2 separate regions of the Rattus norvegicus genome follow, and region 1 is linked to region 2. A link is a contact called in public Hi-C data. All regions are on one chromosome and are shown on one strand. Each heading gives the region's core, a stretch centred on a gene start, on an enhancer-like site or on the middle of the called end of the contact. The rest is flanking DNA. Distances are from core to core; before and after follow the strand shown. Region 1 has its middle 88 kb from the start of Tmem260. Region 2 overlaps Ktn1 (kinectin 1).

Region 1 (4,883 bases), core at 348-2,847, 640 kb before region 2:
CAAGCTACACAACTACATCACATGTGCAGAGGGCCCAGGTCCTTGACTTCTTTGGCTCCTGTAGGTTGATGTCATTATGCAGGTGAAGGCATGTACAGGATAGAATGAGGCCTGCCATTGGATGAGAAGGAAAGATGGGCGGGAGAAAAGTTTTAGAGGGGCAGAGGAGGCTGGAGAGAGGAGGGAGCAGAGAGAACGTGGCGGCCGATGTTAAGACTCCCCTCTGCACATATTACAGGTCGTTATGACGATTCTTAAGGGATGGGTGTGTACAGGATTTTGTGTTGTCCAGATGGGCAAATTATATCTTATCAATTGGATCAGAGGATATTGTGTGATGTGCTCTTTCATGTGGCGACTTAAGTTCAAGAGAGTGTATGGTGGCTGGACACACCGGGCCGCCACAGAATTGGGATGTGTATGCCTGGCGTGGGGGAAACCAGCCAAGAGAGCTGTGAGTGAGGGTGGGGCAGCCTGACAGGGTGCCGTGTTGGAATGGCTCACGGACAGCGGACAGCGGGTCAGAAAGTAGATGGGGGCAGTGTGGAGCCTCTGAGATAAGTTAGCACTCGTTCCAATAGCCCGCTGGGAGCAGAACTAGCAAGGATTCTGCCCTTTTTAGTTTTTACTACTACAAGCTCCTACAATCCTTCCCCCCTGTCTTCAGCAGGATTCCCTGAGCTCTGCCTGTTTGACTGTGGATCTCAACATCTGTTTCCACCAGTCGTTGGATGAAGCCTCTCTGATGACAAGTTAGTTAGGCACCAATCTCTAAGTATAGCAGAGTATCACGGAAAAACATTTCACTGACAACTCCCCCTCCCATTTATTTATTTATTTATTTATTTATTTATTTATTTATTTATTTATTTGCCAGTCAAGTTTGGTTCTATACTAGGTCTCTGAGCTTTCTCATGCCGTGAGCCTCAAGCTGGACCAGTCGTTGTTTGGCCACTCCCACAATTTGTGTCAGCTTTACCCTGGCACACCTCGTAGTCAGGACAAATTGTCTGCCAAAGGTTTTGTCGCTGGCTCAGTGTCCCAGTCCCTCCACTGGAATTCCGTCTTGGCTGATTACAGGAGATGGTGGGTTTGAGCAAAGTATCTCCGTTTGCTATGAGTCCTGGGCGAATCCTGTTGCAGGGCTGGCCCATGAGGAAGGAGAGCTTGCATGGATACCTGATAAATATGCAGATTTGCTATTTTTCCTACTTGTTAATAGCTGTCTGTAATTAACACGGTGACCACCATCTATCTCCGTGCGGGTTTCTAATATAGATAAGAGTTCAATAATCTGATATGAAACTCAAAATAATTCTTTATTCTGGATGTTTCTTTTTCAACTTTTTATTGATTTGTGAGTTCCACATCATGTGAGGTCTCACTCAACTCCCTGTTCCCTCGTATTTACCCCCCACCCTGGCAACTTCCCCTGCACAAGAAAATAAAAACAAACAAGGCGAAGCAGAGCATAGACAACATCTCACTGTGGAAGCTGCAGTTTGTCACAGTGCGTCCCACAGTCTGTCCCTCTGCCCTCACTCCTTCATTTGCAAACGTTTGTTGCAGTGAGTCATTGGTCTGGGTCAAGGCCTCTGGCTTCTGTGATATCATCAGTATTGGATCCTCACCAGGACTCTTCCCGGCTATGCTGTTGTTGCCCTGGGTCATGGAGATCCTGCAGCTGTGGACCAGCAGGACTGGTGATTCCACATGCTCCAACAATTCACAGATGATGTAAATGTTAGGGTGGGAGAACGCAAAGCCATAGATCTGGGCCTGGACATCCATGCCACTGAGGCGAGCTCTACAGCACCGATGAGGTTAGCCTGCCCAAGGCTGCCGCTGGCAGGGTCAGATCTCCTGTTCTCATGCTCTTGGGCAGGCTCACCCACAGTCACACCTCCAGAGCCAGTTACACAGTTGAGACATAGGGGCCACTTTCCCAAGCACTGCAGCAGGCTCTCCCTCTCCCTCTCTCTCTCCCTCTCCCCTCTCCTCACCTCCCCTTCCCCGTCTCCCTCTTCCCCTCCCCCTTCTCCTCCTCCTATCCCTCTCCCTCTCACCTCCCCCTCTTCCTTGCCCTCCTCCTCCTTCTCCCCCTCCCTCTCCCCCTCCCTCTCCCTCTCCCTCTCTCTCTATCTGTCCCTCCCACAACCCCCCCTGCCCCCAACAGGGCCGGATCATCCACACCCACACAACCAGGGACAGCTCCACTCTGCTGCCCAGGTGAAACACAGGGCCCACTCTGCCAAGTGCCAAAGCAGGTGAGAGGTGGGGCCAGCTCTCCAGCGTACCACAGCCAATGAGGGGCAGGGCCAGTTCTGCACATCCCTTGGACATTTATATAAACCAGGTTGGCTGCTCAGACCAGGGACATCCCTATGGTCTGTAGTGGTAATATGAGCCCCAAACATTGTTACCTGACCCCTGCTGCTGCCTGGCCATGGACTCAGACATGGCCCTCAGCAGCTGCATGGGCTAGACTTCATCATGGCTTCAGGTGTTGGACTCACAGCAGGCTGTTCCTCTTCACCCTTGTGTCTTCAGTTCCATTTCTCTTCATAATGTTCAAGCTCTTCCGTTTCCCTTTCCTCTCTGTCCATCACATACTTGCAGACTGCAGTGGCTGCCACTGAGAGTGGGCCATGTGACTGACAAGCCTCTGGGTGACCTTCTCTACCCTCCCGCAAGTGGGCCTTTAGATGTCTACAGCCCACCATGAGGCATGGTGGTACAGTGGGGGTGTCTCTGGACATCTCCCCCTTCCTGCACTGCACCAAAAGGGGGCAGGTGGGCCTCTGTGTGTCTACGGCCCCTCTCTCAAGATGACTGTTTTCAGTGTAAATAAAGTTATTCCAAATGTTTCAAGCACCTGATACGATTCAATAGACAACTATAGTTCTTCAACTTGTTTCAACATTTCACATCGATAAATCATGTTCCCTAATCCATTAATGTCTCCTTCTGCCGACACACAGGTTTCTCATCTTGACTGCATATCAAAACCACCCAAGGAGGCCTAACAGACCTGGCTCAGAGCAAAACACAAGAAATTACGCCACCGTCTCTGGTGGTGGGACTGTGATTTCAGTAGTCTCTCTCTCAGCGGGCTGCGGGGAGTGTGACTGGGTCAGCGGGTAGAACTCATGTGACACCAGATGTTCACAAAGTAAAGAAACACCAGATGTTTGCCAGGCATTCCCACCCAAGGACCATTATTCTGCATCTGAGACATTTGAACCTTCATCAGTGAGTTCCCATCCCTTGCACCCAAGACACCACAAGGACCTAGTGCTCTCCAGAGAGAGAGGAGCCTCCTGTTTTAAGGGCCATTCCAGAAAGCTAATCCTGAGAGGAATGAATGGGTCATTGTCTCCCACACAGAGTCCCATGAGAGTGCGGAGCTGTGGAGAGATTCTGAAATGGCTAGGTGGTATCAGGCAGGTGCTTCATGTCCAGCATTAGTCTTGCCAAATAACGAGCAAAGCCAGCAAGGTCTCCATTTCTCCTCCGCTCAGGGGCTTTGTCCCCAGTCTGTCAGCACAGGAAATTGCTGGTGGGTGTCTTGTTTCACGAAGGGGGGCAGGAGAAATACAGAGGGTGTGCTGCTCTGAGCTTTGAGTGCTATTGGGTCATGATTGAATGAACCTTTGCACAAAGCTGCCCCACCTCTGGTGAACTATGCCACCCAGAGGAAGCCGCAAAGGCACCAACCAGTCAAGGTTTCCAAATACTTGTGGCAGGCGCAGAAGGGCAGTATGCCCCGTAAATCAGAGAGGAGTACATTGGTGTGGCTTCTGAATATAAAATCAGAGAAACTGATGCTTTTTTGTTTTCATTTTCTCCTTCACAATGGAAGTTTGCTACTTAAAACATAATTTTTTTTCCTTGAACATGACTATTCAGAATCATGAGTTTAAAAGTAAACCTTTAATTTGGACAATTAGGAGTCATTCGAACTATGTCAGGAGCTGTATATAACAGTAAACAGAAACTAGCATCTGCCTACTCCAAAATCCTCCTTCAAGTGAGGAGATATTTGTCAACACACAAGGCCCATATACATGACAAGATGGTCACCCTGGCTACAAATGGATTCCCTGTCTTGATCAGAAAGTGAGAAACTTCTTAGCTCTACAGTTTTGTTTTCTTATATTATCCAATACTTTCATTTCTCTGAAAACAGACTCTGCTAGAAACATCTCTTGGAGAAGCTGAAGCTTGGCTATGGTTTGAACAGGTCTCCGTATCACGTGCCTGCCCATGTGACCTCCAGAGCTAGGCGACCCTCATGAACACATTTCAATGCACCTCATCTCTCTGGCTGTTGGAAGATGTCAAGTTTTTTGGGATGCTGAAATATGCAAAGGCCCCCTGGTATCACAGCTAGATTTGGAATATAATTTTCAAACATTTACTTAAAAATAAATATGTTTAATATTTTCCATGTATGTGCACCTGTGTGTGTGTGTGTGTGAGTGCATACGTGTGTACACACGTGTCATGTGTATAGAAGTCAGAGGACGACTTGCAGGAATCAGTTCTCTCCCTCCACCACGTAGGTTCCAAGGATCTAATCTCGGCCTTCAGGTTTGGCCCCAAATGTCTTTACCCACTGAGCCTCTCATTCCAAATCAGTATTTTAAAGATGTTTCCTACAGCTCTGGGAATCTGTCATAATTTTCTTAACGTAGTTTCAAAGACCATGTACAGAATGTCTCCCAGTGTTTTATTTTAGAAGGTTCTTTAATACATTTATTGGGTGTGGCAGGAGATCTTAAATGGAAACTCCGATTCCTTTGCAATCGGAGGTTTACTGAACAGGATGCAGGTAGCGTCCCTCCAAAGCAGTTTGGATAGACATTCCAGGAAAGAGGAGT
Region 2 (5,057 bases), core at 37-2,536:
AAGATGGGATGTTTTCAACAGCTGCAAAGCTTATTCTTCCTATAGACTTTGGCCCTGTCCTTCATGGACCCAGGATGGATGCTGCGTCTCTAGTGGCCCTTCTTTCTTCAAAGCCCTCAGACTGGGACATTCTTCTGTAACTTTTTAAACCGTCTTTGGCCTCAACCCCTGCTTCCTACATTTAAAGCATTCTTGTGATTTCATTGCTTGCCCCCAGAGAATCCAGAATAGTCTGTCAGTCATTTAAATCCTGCCCACAACTCCACCTCCTCCTCGACATTTCACGGGCTTCAGAGATTAGAAGACGTACATTTCTGGGGCCGTTATTCTGTCTGCTATACTGAAAAGCAGGAAACACTCTCCTACCTCTGCGCTGGCAGGGTTAAGTGAAGAAGTTTACCAAGAGGATCCCCACCAACCCCTGGAGTGTCTTCCTGGGAGCACCAGTATATGCACCCCACACAAGTTGATAGCTGTGGCCCCCCAGGATCAAGTAGGTGGAAAACACCAGAGAAGGAGCTCCTGGGGCACATCCCTCCACACATTCAGCTGACACGGCTTAGTGTGCAGCTTTGGAGAAGCTTGACCCAGCTTGACCTTTCAGCAGACAACGGAAGGCATACTCAGAGCTAACATGTATAAGGTGGGTAGGACCGTGCTACCAGACAGACATAGGAACTGATAAGGCTGGGGGAGCTTAGATTCTGGAAATCTCAAGAAATTTGAGAATAGGTGTCGAGCCACTTCCTATCTATCTCTGTACCTGCTCTGGAACACATAGCCACAACACCCAACCGAGAGGAGCACCGGACACCTGGTCACATAGTAACACCTGGAGTGCTTCCCCATGCTCACAAGGCATTTCAGCGCCCTAAGCCTTCAGCCAGTGACCTTCCCTTCCTGGGTATTCCTTCCCCACAAGGAGTCTATAATCCCTAGTTCACCCCCAAATAAAGTGTGTGCATTTACACCCACCACCAACTAAAGCAATATGAACCAGCAAGGATAGCCTCGAAGAACTAAACCCTAAAACTCCCAAAAAAGGCTTTCTCTCCTCAAGCCCCTCCAGTATTCTCCCCTCGCTCCCAATCAGACCCTGCTCTATCCTGGGCTCTGCCTCTCTCTCTCTCCACCTGGCACCCAAACATCCTGAGGGTTCCTGACTCCCTCTTCCAGATGTACAGTGGTTGCACCCAGTCAGTAACCACAGCATTTACCCCAGACACTACTGTTTCCGGTTCTGGTCGGGTGTCTGATGCCCCAAAGGTAAACACAGGCTGTGTGGACTCTCCACTCTGGACTTTGCCCTCCCTCCTCCTAGCAGTGCACTGACAGCGGCTGAGCACCCCCTGCAGAGAGGGCGACCACAGTAAACAAACATGCAACAAAATTAGCAGGGAAGGGCCTGGTGTTCGGGGAGTAAGTAGGGATGAGGCTGCTGAGCTCACTGGTCTAAATTTTCAAAACAATTCTGGAGTAGTTACTACAGAGCTGGGGGCGCTAAGGGTGCAGCTGAACAAGCTGCCACACGCAGATGTATCATCTGGTGTTCTAACACTCCAAGCCATATCCAAAAAAGCCTGATGACTCAAAACACTCTGGAGAATGGGTTCCAGGGAGCACAGAGGCCACACTTGTGAATAACACCTAATTCACCAAGGACGTCAAGACACTTTCCCCTGGCATTTAAGAGTCTAAAGCAGGGGTTGGGGATTTAGCTCAGTGGTAGAGTGCTTGCCTAGCAAACGCAAGGCCCTGGGTTCAGTACCCAGCTCCAAAAGAAAAGAAAAGAAAAAAGAAAAGAAAAGAAAAGAAAAGAAGAGAAAAGAAAAGAAGAGAAAAGAAAAGAGAAAAGGAAAGAGTCTAAAGCAGTGGTTCTCAACCTTCCTGACGCTGGACCCTTTGATACAGTTTCTCATGTTGTGGTGACCCCCAACCATAAAATTAATTTCATTGCTACTTCACAAGCATATTTTTGCTACTGTTACGAATCATAATGCAAATATCTGATATGCAGGGTGTCTGACGTGCAAACCGTATGGACAGGTTGCTTGAGGGGTTGCGACCCACAGGTTGAGAACCACGAGTCTAAGACATCAAGTTTCACTTGATCTCATTCCCCCTAGACCCTATTCCGTGCGCACTCACTCAGGCCAACCGCTACCATGCAACACAGGAAAGGAAAGGCATTCATCTTATTCTGGTGCGCAACTGTTTGAACTTCAAACCCCGATGCTCTCACCTTACAGCCAGCTTAGGTTTCACTGAATGCTTTTTGGCCTTTAGTCCTTGGGCCAACTCCACAGAGATGGAAATGGCTAAACACAGTCCCCGGCAGCTGAGTTAGCCAAGTGTGTTAGCTGCATACCAAGCATCTGGCCACTGGTCGGGCTCAGAGGAAAAATACTGAAAACCTGGCAGTCAGTTCTACAGTGGAGCTGGTTTCCACCGTGGGGTGGGTGTTGGAATCTGAAGTAGAGAACGATCCTCGGGAAGAGGGACAGAAATAACTGGTCATCAGTGGCATGGACTTTGGAGGCAAGAAAACATGGGGAAAGCCTAGTGGTCCAGGTCACTACTTGCCTTAAGCGACAGACACCATCTGTCCCGACAGTGCCCCAAAGGACATGGGGCTCCATAAAAAATGGAGCTTCATCTGAGCCACCCTCGCCAAGCAAAGCGAACAGGCCTTCAATCTGCATCTCCCCAAAAGCCTTAACTCCCCTTTCGTGGTCTAACAGAGCCTGAAGCGTTCTGAAACTGGAGTTAGTGAACAAATGCTGACTGGTTTTGGGTGGGTGCACAGTAAGACAAAATGAACTTTAGCCCATGTATCATATTATACCTATGTGTAACTGGGCATGTATACGATTAAAGGCAGATGCATTGTGGGAGACGCAGACAGTGACTTAGGGAACCCAGGCCTGTCAACAAAATCAGAACACTACCAACATTCTTCCCCTACCAATCTATTCTGAGCCTACGAACAGCAGCAGTGGGCTCATGCACGTCACTGCTCTCAGAGCAAGCGCACCCAGCCTAGGTCTCGCCTGCTCCTGTGCTGCTTCCCTGTGCTGCAATGTCCAATACGACATTTAGAATCTGGAAATGGGTCCAGACAGACTAACTTCCCTCCCGACTCAGAATCCTGCTCACCTGACCCTGTCCCCTCCCCATCATCCCCAGCAAGATGAAGGCCCTTGAGTTTATAAAGGCACCACAAGGGCACTAGAGCATACCTGATATGCACTGCCCTTGAGAGCACACTCTGAGCATTCATTCCATTAGACCCTAGTGCTGAGGTGCACACACACAATCATACCTAAGTCTTGTGTATAAATGTTCTAGCTTCCTCTGTGACAACCCAGTCTGGAAGGGGAGAAGCTCAACTGAGGAGACAAGTTCATCAGACTGTCTCAGCTATGAACATGTCCACCGTGGCTGGTGCCTCCTCTGGGCAGGTGGCCCTAGCATAGAGTAAAAGCCTGACCAAGTCTGTAAGGAGTGCTCATCCGCGGTTCCTGCCTCTGCTCCTGTTTGAGTCCACACCCTGAACTCCCTCAGTGATAGGCTGTGATGAGGATATGTAGGTAGACACGAGCACACGCGCACACACGCGCGCGTGCGCGCACACACACACACACACACACACACACACACACACACACACACACAAAACCCTGGAGTGGATAAGCCAATTATAATATACAGTATACACAGAAATATAAAGAACTGGCCTTATTGTTGTTTATTACTGGGCCAAAGGAGCCAGACAAAAGTAGCTGCTCTATCATTCCAATTTATATAAAACTGAGAAAGTTCAAAGTAACCTCAAGTAACACATAGTGTATCAAGAGCTGCCTGGGAACAAGGAAGGAAAGAGACACAGAAATCTTCCGTGGTTTATGGTTTTGCTCTTTATCTCAGCTATAGTGGTTTCATAGGCACTCAGCAAAATGTATCCAACTGTATACACGTAATACAGACGACTGTTTAACAACAAACCGTAAGGTCTCTGGATGCACTCCCACTAAACTGATGAAAGCAATCCACACACAGTATGTGACGGAACAAACCCAGGGCCCGCCTGTTCCTGTCTGTGGAACGTAGAATCACCAGTGCACAGACCATCTGATGGTACCTCATGGAGCTGAGCACGCACTCTACAAACAGCAAGCTCCATTCCTAGGCGTAGAGCCACTGCCAAATAAAGCAAATGGCAAAGTAACTTACACACAGCCTGGAAGCGTACCCAACACACGGTTACGAGGATGCGCAATTATCTGGTAATGTGACAACACAGAAGTGGCATTCAATTTCACACTCAGGTAGTAGCGGTGGCTGGATCTGAAAAGGGAGCTGGGGTCAGGGGAGTTCACTTTAGCCAGGCAAACATGGTAATAACTCTAATGAGGAGAAAAAGCAGTGTTGCCTCTCATTTTCTACAGGCTTGAAATATTGTTTTAATAGACTCAAAGACGACAGATTTCTACGCGTCAAAATTTGTAACAAAGTAATCCACAGGAAAACTTAGTCTAAAATGAATTTATTAAAAACAAATTTTATACAAATGTTATCAAAGAACAAATGAAAATTATAAAAATATAAAACAAGATGCATATTTTTGAAAGTGTGGATGGTTGTCATTAAAACTCCTGGAAAGAAACAGTGTGCAAAAACGGGAACTCTCTAATTTTGGTCTCAGAATTCCTTTAGATCAATATTCAATGTACTAAAATTAAAACCGAGAAAATTTTTGTTAAAACTTTTTTCATACAATATACATGATTGTTTTCCCTCCCCCAGCTCCACCCATCTCAGCACCCACTTAACTCCATGCCCTGTAAAATTAACCAACTAAGTAAACCAAGATCCATCCAAACAACGAACAACTAAACCAAGATACATTCAAACAAAGCTCAAAGCAAAGTAAGACAAATTCCATAAAACTACCACAGGGTTCACGAAGCCTGCCCCAAAGGGTGCTTTAGATATCCAGGGAGACACCGCTGGAGAAAGCGTTGTCCTTTCCCAGCAGGTATCAAGTGCAGGTAGCT

What was found. Hi-C and Micro-C count contacts between places; a contact is called where the count stands out from the background.
Region 1: a Hi-C map of hepatocytes shows a contact between it and region 2, with 3 times the contacts expected there. The contact joins two enhancer-like sites. A contact is called at or near these places in 8 of 12 Hi-C or Micro-C datasets (the A7r5 cell line, Schwann cells, hepatocytes and 3 more) and 1 of 1 datasets of contacts at active chromatin or transcription factors (oligodendrocytes).

Annotation. Positions count from the first base shown.
Region 1 is chr15:24,123,120-24,128,002 of GRCr8, reverse strand. No RefSeq gene overlaps it. Among named protein-coding and RNA genes, the nearest start is that of Tmem260, 88 kb to the left of the region's middle. Within about 2 kb of position 1,597, at least 6 of the 93 cell types and tissues checked have an H3K27ac peak or open chromatin away from gene starts, as enhancers often do. A contact at or near this core is called in hepatocytes, where this site is marked.
Region 2 is chr15:23,484,535-23,489,591 of GRCr8, reverse strand. Ktn1 (kinectin 1) reads right to left here. Exons shown (of 41, transcript XM_063274792.1): 41 at 4,531-5,057. Among named protein-coding and RNA genes, the nearest start is that of Ktn1, 94 kb to the right of the region's middle. Within about 2 kb of position 1,286, at least 5 of the 93 cell types and tissues checked have an H3K27ac peak or open chromatin away from gene starts, as enhancers often do. A contact at or near this core is called in hepatocytes, where this site is marked.